Linked DNA regions of Mus musculus: all the other regions are linked to region 1. Evidence: chromatin contacts called from public Hi-C and promoter capture Hi-C data. All regions are on one chromosome and are shown on one strand. The core of a region is the stretch at or near the end of the contact, and the rest is flanking DNA. Distances in the headings are between cores, read along the strand shown. Region 1 holds the start of Ccdc150 (coiled-coil domain containing 150). Region 2 holds the start of Gtf3c3 (general transcription factor IIIC, polypeptide 3). Region 3 overlaps Hecw2 (HECT, C2 and WW domain containing E3 ubiquitin protein ligase 2).

Evidence for each region. Promoter capture Hi-C pulls out the DNA fragments that hold promoters and counts their contacts. Hi-C and Micro-C count contacts between places; a contact is called where the count stands out from the background.
Region 2: a contact with region 1 is called in a Hi-C map of rod photoreceptor, with 3 times the contacts expected there. The contact joins the promoter of Gtf3c3 here to the promoter of Ccdc150 in region 1. A contact is called at or near these places in 1 of 39 promoter capture datasets (hematopoietic stem and progenitor cells), 1 of 484 Hi-C or Micro-C datasets (rod photoreceptor), 1 of 115 datasets of contacts at active chromatin or transcription factors (astrocytes) and 1 of 9 other capture datasets (liver).
Region 3: a promoter capture Hi-C map of embryonic stem cells shows a contact between it and region 1, with 2.6 times the contacts expected there. The contact joins the enhancer-like site here to the promoter of Ccdc150 in region 1. A contact is called at or near these places in 8 of 39 promoter capture datasets (the 3T3-L1 cell line, 3T3-L1-derived adipocytes, embryonic stem cells and 3 more), 1 of 484 Hi-C or Micro-C datasets (uterus) and 2 of 9 other capture datasets (adipose tissue and liver).

Annotation. Positions count from the first base shown.
Region 1 is chr1:54,249,194-54,252,127 of GRCm38.p6, reverse strand. Ccdc150 (coiled-coil domain containing 150) reads right to left here and starts at 1,445. Exons shown (of 28, transcript NM_030025.2): 1 at 1,243-1,445. The coding sequence starts at 1,299. Gm51622 (a long non-coding RNA gene) reads left to right here and starts at 1,515. Exons shown (of 3, transcript XR_003947818.1): 1 at 1,515-1,839. Gm25829 (a small nuclear RNA gene) reads left to right here and starts at 2,920; the gene lies at 2,920-2,934.
Region 2 is chr1:54,437,574-54,440,574 of GRCm38.p6, reverse strand. Gtf3c3 (general transcription factor IIIC, polypeptide 3) reads left to right here and starts at 1,549. Exons shown (of 18, transcript NM_001033194.3): 1 at 1,549-1,762; 2 at 2,632-2,743. The coding sequence starts at 1,661.
Region 3 is chr1:54,051,601-54,054,300 of GRCm38.p6, reverse strand. The region is part of intron 1 of Hecw2 (HECT, C2 and WW domain containing E3 ubiquitin protein ligase 2); the gene reads left to right. Among named protein-coding and RNA genes, the nearest start is that of Hecw2, 140 kb to the left of the region's middle. Within about 2 kb of position 1,295, at least 5 of the 459 cell types and tissues checked have an H3K27ac peak or open chromatin away from gene starts, as enhancers often do. A contact at or near this core is called in embryonic stem cells, where this site is marked.

The DNA.
Region 1 (2,934 bases), core at 196-2,695:
GGAGGCAGCAAAAGAAAAAAGCTGCCTTTCTGGGATCTCAAAAAACACACAAGCTTACCAGGAAGGGTCTGCTAAGGAAGGAATACATAAATGCATCTCATTACGGTTTATTTATTTACTTATTTTAGGTTTGAGGCAGGGTCTTGTGTAGCTCAAGCTTCCCTCAAACTCGATGTGAGGATGACTTTAAACTTCTCCTCAGGTCTCTACCTCCCAAGGCTAGAATTACAGGCACACACTACCAAATGGTCTTGGCAGGCACTCCGCTGTGCAATAACCCAGGTTCCTCCCATCTTAGGTCTTGTATGTTCCTTTCTACCTTCTGGCTTCAGTTCTCTCTCTTCAGATGACAAAATAGAATTTAGTCCTATGCAGGTGAAGTGCCTGCTTGTCTTCATCAAACCATGGACCAAGTCGTGTGCAAAAGGGGTTATTGGCATTAATCGTACTATGGCATTTGTAGCATAGACTGAGAGACACCACATTTGTATTCATGTCTCTAAAGGGTTTCTAGATATCTGCTGTCAGCATCAGAATGGATCTTACTGTCGCGGAGCATGCAATTTCTGTCGGAGGAAGGAAACGGGTGTGTGTTATGTCCCAAATGGTGCCTGGAAAGCAGCTAGTTTAAAATAGCCCTTTATTTGTCCCTGTGTATAATTCCCTAGCACGGGGGAAGTCCACAAACCAACCAACCAACCAACCAACAAAACCCCAAGAATCTGTGTTTGACCCACGTTGATTCACGTAGGGTTACAATCCTTTTGTTGGTGTTGTTGAGCCTAGCATAGTATCTTGGCTGTTGTGGGTGCCAAACACGACAATACTTAACAAACATCTATCTCCGCTCAAGCAAGAAACAGTGTACAAATACAAATGGAGACGCCTCACGTCCAGGAAGCAAACCAGGGAGGATAACAAGTGGCAGAAAACCATGCCTTAATGTTGAAAAAGCCTTCGCCAGGAACCTTCAACTAACTGTATACCTAAATGGGGAACAGCAACTAAAGTAGAGGTCTCAGCGGCTGGCCACCCTTCTGCAGCTGTGGTCCAACCAAGGCCAACTTAACCTGGCTTGTTTTCACAGCCAGGCAGGGTGCTGAAGCAAGGTAAACCGAGGCTCTAGAGGTCTCCAGGGCCGGACTGGACTCGGGCTGGGAGGGAAAGGAACCTTGTTCTGAGGCGTGGTCTCTCCCCCTAAGCCGCCCACCTCAGTTTCCTGTGTGGGCCCGGCAGCCTCACCCCTGATTCATCCAACAGCCCGTAGCTCGGTCCTCCAGGCAGCAAGTTTGTTTCCATGGAACTAAAACAGCTCTTTAAACCAACCCGCTCGCCAGCAGGGTTGCTCCGGCACGCAGGCGCACCCGAGGTGAGGCATGCCGGGAAGTGTAGTTTTCCCGGCCCAGCAGGGCCCTCCACTTGGGGAGGGACCCTGGCCGGAATCCCTCAGTGCTCCGGGAAACGCGAGACCACGTGACCCGGATGACGCCAAACTCCATTGTGTTTCCAGCAGAGCACGCTGGGAAACGTAGTTGCTGCCCTCTCCTCGATTGGGTCGGCTTTGCCCTAATTACTAGGCGCACCCTGCAGGAAGCAAGAAGAGGCCAAGATCAGATGTTTTCAGTTGTTGGAGAACCAGAGGACCAAATAACGTATGAACTATGAGAAACTAACAAATATTTTGTTAATGAACACAAGAATGTAAAAAAAATCAGCTCGTTCTTGTCAAAAGAATCCACTCGGTCCTCTTTCATAACGATCAGGTAGAGAGTAAGCCACGCAGACGCTACTCTCTAGTCTTCTGTCTCTTCAGCGTAGATTTTGATTCCTTGTTGACAGGTAAACGAAGCCGGTGGAAAGGGAGGAAGGAAGGGAAAGAAGGGAAAAGCCGGGGAAGGAGAAAAAAGGTGTCATGTTTTTCAGTTTTGCCTTAAAAGTGTTTACACTTCGTGAAAACCCTCCTATAGTTAAGAACGTGGTATTCAACTTCACCTGAGTTTCAGGACACAGGACCAAATGATTGGTACCCCACACAGGGCAATCAAAGCTCTTCCTTCTGGCTGAGGGAATAAACCTGATAAACCTAGTCTGAGAGTTGAGTCTGAGAGTTGTCACTTCGCAGGTGTCTTGACAGAAATGCTATTCTGATTCTTTTGGTGACTGGGGCCTCCTGAGCAGGGGGGAGGATACCTGCCCATTGAGCCACAGCTGTTAAGACATTCATAAGACTGTGAATGACCCATGAAAAGAAATGCCTTTGTTCAAAAACAACTTTAAACATAAAAATGAAAACGCATTAGTGCAAAAAAAAAAAAAAAAAAAAAAAAAGCTGGTAATTTTCAGTGTATATATGATTTCACTTCCATTCAACAAGATTTTTCTGTAGAACAGATGAAGGACACATGTATGCACTCCCCAGAAAAGCCTCAGGCTTTGGTGAGATGAGAAAATTCACAAGCTCACGTCTCCCGATTAGGCAGTAGTCAGAGAGTTAAACTGAATTAAGTCGGTGCCTTTCACTTCTTGTGTCCATCACCTGGCAAGTAAGAATTTAGGTCAAACAATTGCAAAGTTGGAGAAATGGATTTAAAATTTTCAATATTGATAATAAATTTATCAGCTAGAGATTCGGTTTCTCTTTAATTGAAAATTCATCACATTCAACATCTAATTTTGTGGTTGGTTTGGGTGGATATTTTTGTTTATTTGTTTGTTGGGTTTTTACTTTTTGAGAGTCATGTTAATATAGTCTAGGTTGGCCTTGAACTCAAGAAAATTCTCCTGTTTCAACCTCCTGAATGATAGTTTCAAACATATATTGCCATACTCTGCTTCTAATGTTGTCTTTGAAGAGACTAGACACACTTTATTTTTTTTGATCTCCCTCCAAATTTTCAACTAATTTTAAAATGTTGACTTGTGCTCGCTTCGGCA
Region 2 (3,001 bases), core at 300-2,799, 190 kb before region 1:
CTTTGTATCTGCATCTGTTGGCTTGTTATTCTCATTTTCCCAGGAGCCAACAGTAACAGAAACCAGCCTAAACATTTGGGTCTCAGCAGAGTGTTTTCCTTTCCAGATAGCCATACTCACTTTCTCTTTCCCGCTTTGAGTGAGTCTGGAAACAGACATAGAGTCTTCCGCACAGTTCCCCAACTCCCTGAAGACTTCAGGGGAGTAATCCTCATAGTTGTTTCTGGGGATAACATCAACACACTCCGTCTGCTCATGTATGTTTTCACGCCTGTGTAAGATCCCTCCTCAGGAGAAACGCAGTGACTGAGATAGTTTTCTGCTATCTGGTAGTCCTGCTCTTGCAGGTCTTGACCTCTGATTCTGCAACCCTGCTACAGATCTCCTTAGCTTGGATTATCATAAAGATGATCAAAGATAGACTCTCGTCTTTGGACCCAGGACTATGCTGAGCTCAACTTTGCCCAAAGTTCCAAAGGCTCTTGTAGTTTCATCTAACTTTACTCACAAATGTGTTTTGAATACATGTTATTAGGTTAGTCAGGTTTATAATAATGACACATAAACTAATGTCTTTGATGTTTATAGGTAATGTCTCTAGAAAAAGAAATAGTTATAATACAAGATAAAATGCAAATCACAAGAGCTCCTAGGAGTTGAAAATAATCTCTCTCTCTCTCTCTCTCCCTCTCTCTCTCTCTCTCTCTCTCTCTCACTCACTCACTTTGACCCCTCTCTTCCATCTCTCTCCCCTCAAGTCCCACCTCAAGTCTTTCCACTTCAGGTGTTGCCCTTTTTCATGTTACAAGTGTTCTATTACCCTCCCCACACCTCTCCCTTTTTTTCCTCTCATAGGTTCCTAAGGATTATTTTGAGAGATGTATGTAACAGATATACAGTAGACGCCCTATGGGAAGAGTTAGAATCCCTTTAAAAGTTTGAGAGCAGCCGAGCGTGGTGGGGCACGCCTTTAATCCCAGCACTCGGGAGGCAGAGGCAGGCGGATTTCTGAGTTCGAGGCCAGCCTGGTCTACAAAGTGAGTTCCAGGACAGCCAGGGCTACACAGAGAAACCCTGTCTCGAAAAACAAAAAACAAAACAAAACAACAACAAAAAAGTTTATGAATACTTGGGACATAAAAGTTGATTGACATTAGAGATAGAAACCCAGGCAAACGCTCTGCCACTGTGCTGCATCCCCAGATCAAAAGTCTCCTGTAGAGATGGTTCAGTGGTTAAGAACACTGACTGCTCTTCCGGAGGTCCTAAGTACAATTCCCAGCAACCACATTGTGGCTCACAGCCATCTGTAATGGGATCTGATGCCTTCTTCTGGTGTGTCTGAAGACAGTGTACTCCTATACATAAAATAAGCAAGCAAGCAAACAAACAAACTAATACATACATCTTTAAAAAAAAAAAAGGCTCCTCTAGCTGGTAGTTTAAGGGAGTCTGGCGCTTGAAAGATGCATTTGGACACTCCCTTGCCTGTGGGAAGAGGCCTGGGGCCTAGAGCGCAGGCGGAACCAGAGTGCGCGGCCGCGGCGCAGGCCGGGAAGGTTTCTAGGGCGGACGCTGGTCCGGTCTCTCCTAGGCGTCCTACAGAGCCTGGGAGTGCTGCAGCTTCCCTGGCCCGCTGCGCAGCGTCGGCCCTGCAGACATGTCGGGGTTCAGCCCGGAACTTATCGACTACCTGGAAGGGAAAATCTCCTTTGAAGAGTTCGAAAGGCGGAGAGAAGAGAGAAAAACCCGAGAGAAGAAAGTGAGCCGCTGGGCCCCCGGTGCTCCTCGGTCTTGTTTTCCCCGAAACCGAGTCGTGGGTTGCCCAGGGTGGGCCCGGGATCCAGCAGCTTTCACCTCTTCCAAAATTTCCGATTTTCACTCCCACCCGAGTACTCAGAGCCTCTAAAGACATCTCCCCACCCGAAAGCCAGCCTTGGTGGGCGCTAACCTCCCCCGACCCCCTAATACCTGTTAAGTCGATGAGCCAGACAGGGTGATCTGATTAGTTCTAAACCTATCTTGCAACTAGGTTGTGACGGTGGTGGGAACCAGGCCTTTTGTTTTTGTGGTCTGTATAGGGGTCTTGGGGATCAAACTTCAGGGCCTCCAGCCTGCTGGACAAAGCTCCCCATCGCAAAGCTACATGCACCCCTGGTGCGCCTATTTTTGAGGAGTCTCCGTGTAATTTTTTTTCTTAGACATAAAAGTAAACCTAACTAACCAGATAGTGAGGATATCTGTTACTTTTTCAAATTTTAATAAAGATCTGAACTTTAAATAGTTTCTCATTTGTTTGAAGGCCAAGGGACCAACATAAAGATCTCTTGACCCTTTTGAAGTTAGCTAATGATTTCTTTCTTGACTCATAGACTTCTATGAACCCTATGGTTTATTTAAAGTCTTAGATTGATGACATTAAAATATTTAAAATCATTCCACTTGTATTTGCAAATGACTTACATAAACTAAAGACTTAAGTACATTGGAACACTTTGAAACTATTCAAATTTAGATTCCACGTATCATAGGGGAGGGTCAACTTTTATAAAGATAAGGCAAATGCCCTATTCAAGGCTGAGAGAATTAAATCTGAATTAGTTTTTGGAACTGTTTAATTCCCAATCACAGAGTGTTCAGGAAAAAGGAAAATCATCACCCAAAGAAAACCCAGATGACTCCGAAGTTCCATCCTCATCAGGAATTGACTCTGCCAAATCCCAGGACAAAGACGCCAATGAAGGTATGTTACTGCTGGCTTTAAATGAGCACTTAAGTAAAATGATTTGATAAAAACACTATTTGCTTTTTACTTTTTATTGCTTTTATGTTTATTGTAATAACATTCTATTTTTGTTTGTTGGTTTGTTTTTCATGACAGGCTTTTTCTGTGTAGCCCTGGCTGTCCTGGAACTCACTCTGTAGACCAGGCTGGCCTCGAACTCAGAAATTCTGCCTCTGCCTCCCAAGTGCTGGGATTAAAGGTGTGTGCCACCACTGC
Region 3 (2,700 bases), core at 46-2,545, 200 kb after region 1:
ACTGTGTATTAAAACTCTATGTTAAGTCAAATATTCTGGTACATCTTTTGCAAATCCCAGTGAACTACATGATCATAGAAACGTGATGTTTGGGCCCCACTCCGTGATCTGTATGATGATCTGTAGATGTGGGTTGGAGGCTAGATGGCAGTAGTATACCATACTGTCTGTTGTCATGTCTAGGTGAAGATACCTTCCATGAATATTTTCTTTGTCCTCAGCCTAATTCCCAGGGGGAAATGTTCCCTATACCTATTTTAAGCTCACTATTTCCTCTAGTTTTCTTCCATGCCCTTCTCTGGCTGAGCACCATATTTTGAAAGTCAACTCTATTCCCATCCTTCTTGGCATGAGAGACAGACCTTAGTTTCTTAGTTTATGGCAGGCTGTCTTAGTCATTGTTTTATTGCAATAAAGACACCATGTTTCCAGCAACTTTTTAAAGGAGAAAACATTTAACTGGGAGCTTGATTACAGTTTCAGAGGCCAGTGACTTACTTCCTCCAACAAGGCAATACCTCCTAATCCTTCTAATCCTATCAAATAGTTCTACTTCTGGTGACTAAGCATTTAAATATATGAGTATATAGGGGCTATTCTTATTCAAGCTATTGTATTCTACTCCCTGGCTTCTAAAGACTTATAGCCACATCACAATGCAAAATGCATTTAGTCTAATTTCAAAAGTCCCCAATCTATTACAGTCTCAATGTGGTTTAAAAGTCTAAAGTTCAAAGTCTCTTCTTAGACTCTTGGTAATTTTTTACTGTAATCCCCTTTAAAAATCAAAATAAATAAACATACTTCCACCATGCAATGGCACAGAATTCTAAAGGGGGCAAAGGAGAGCACAGTGAAGAAAGCAAAGCAAAAGAAGACCAAAAACCAGCCAGGCAAACTTCAAACCCTGCATCTCCATGTCTGATGTCAAAGCAGTCTTCAGATCTCCAACTTCTTTCAGCTGTGTTGACTACAGCACAATTTTTTTTTTTTTAAAGTTGGCTCCACATGCCTTTTGCAACTTCCCTTAACAGGTATCCCACAACTCTGACATTTCCAACATCTTGGGTCTCCAACAAAATCCAGGCTTTTTCTTCACTGCTTCACACAGTGTCCTATATGGGCTTACAGGCATGTTCCTGACACATGCCTAGCCTGACCATCTTTCTTTTAACTATTGAGAGAGATTTCACAACTCCCTTCTTGCATCTTTGACTCTAAAGCCACAAGCATGTGGCCAAAGCTGCCAAGCTCTGTGCTTCAGGGGAGTGGAACTTGGCCCCCTCTTCAATTACATCTGCATCCTCATTCTGTTGTTAATGGTTTCCTTCACCACTTAAGCTTTCCTTTAAATCCTTTTCACAAATTGTAAACTGGGTTGGGTCTTGCCCTGAGACAGCACTCACTCCCTCATTCCATTTAGCACCAGGATTTTCTTTAAACATTTTATCCTCTTGAGCATTGGACCTGGAACCATTACACTTCCAGTTGCTCCTTTTCTTCCAAAACTGTACATTTTATGTTTCTCCTTACCCCACTTGTTCCTTTTCTTTATAGATCTACCCAACAGTGTCTGCTGATAACCACACAATAATAACACTTCACTACTGTGTTGTCTTGAAATCTCCTCTGCCAACACTGTTAATTTGAAAGTCCCAGGCAAACTTTTAGAACAAGGTTTTAAAAAAGCAGCCCGATTCTTTGCCAAAATATCAGAAGAATATTCTTTAGCCCGTTTACTAATATTGTTCCCCTCAGAAACCTCTTGATTTGGGCCCCTACAGTTCAAATCACTCAGCACTATCTTTATATGCTTGCTAAGATGGGCAATTAAGCCCTGCTTAAAACATACAAAAGGCTTTCGACTTGAAAGTCCTAAAGTCTTCTATATTCTTTCTGCAAAAGGCACAGTCTGGTCTAACACAGAAATAAACACCACTCCCTGATAACAACTTCTGTTTTAATCACTGTTATATTTCTGTGAAGAGACACCATGAACAGGCCAACTCTTTTTTGTTGTTGTTGTTGTTTTTTTTGTTGTTGGGAGGGGGTGGTTCAAGACAGGGTTTGTGTAGCCCTGGCTGTCCTGGAACTCACTCTGTAGACCAGGCTGGCCTCAAACTCAGAAATCTGCCTGCCTCTGCCTCCCAAGTGCTGGGATTAAAGGCATGCGCCACCACTGCCTGGTTTAAATAGGCCAACTCTTATAAGAGAAAGCATTTAATTTGGGGCTTTCTTACAGTTTTCAGAGGCATAGTCCATTATCATTGTGGTTGGAAGCATGGCAGCAGGCATGGCTACATCCTGATGTGCAGGCAGAGAATGAGACTGAGTCTGGCATGGGCTTTTGGAAAGCCCACCCCCAGTGGCATACTTCCTCCAGCAAAGCCATGCCTCCTAATTCTTCTAATCCTATCAATCATTTCCACACCCAGGTGACTAAGCATTTAAATAAATGAGCCTCTGGGGACCATTTTTCTTCAAACCACTGCACTGTTTTTATTATTATTATTATTATTATTATTTTTTTTTTTTTTTGGTTTTTCGACACAGGGTTTCTCTGTATAGCCCTGGCTGTCCTGGAACTCACTCTGTAGACCAGGCTGGCCTCGAACTCAGAAATCCGCCTGCCTCTGCCTCCCAAGTGCTGGGATTAAAGGCGTGCGCCACCACGCCCGGCTGTTTTTATTATTTTATTTC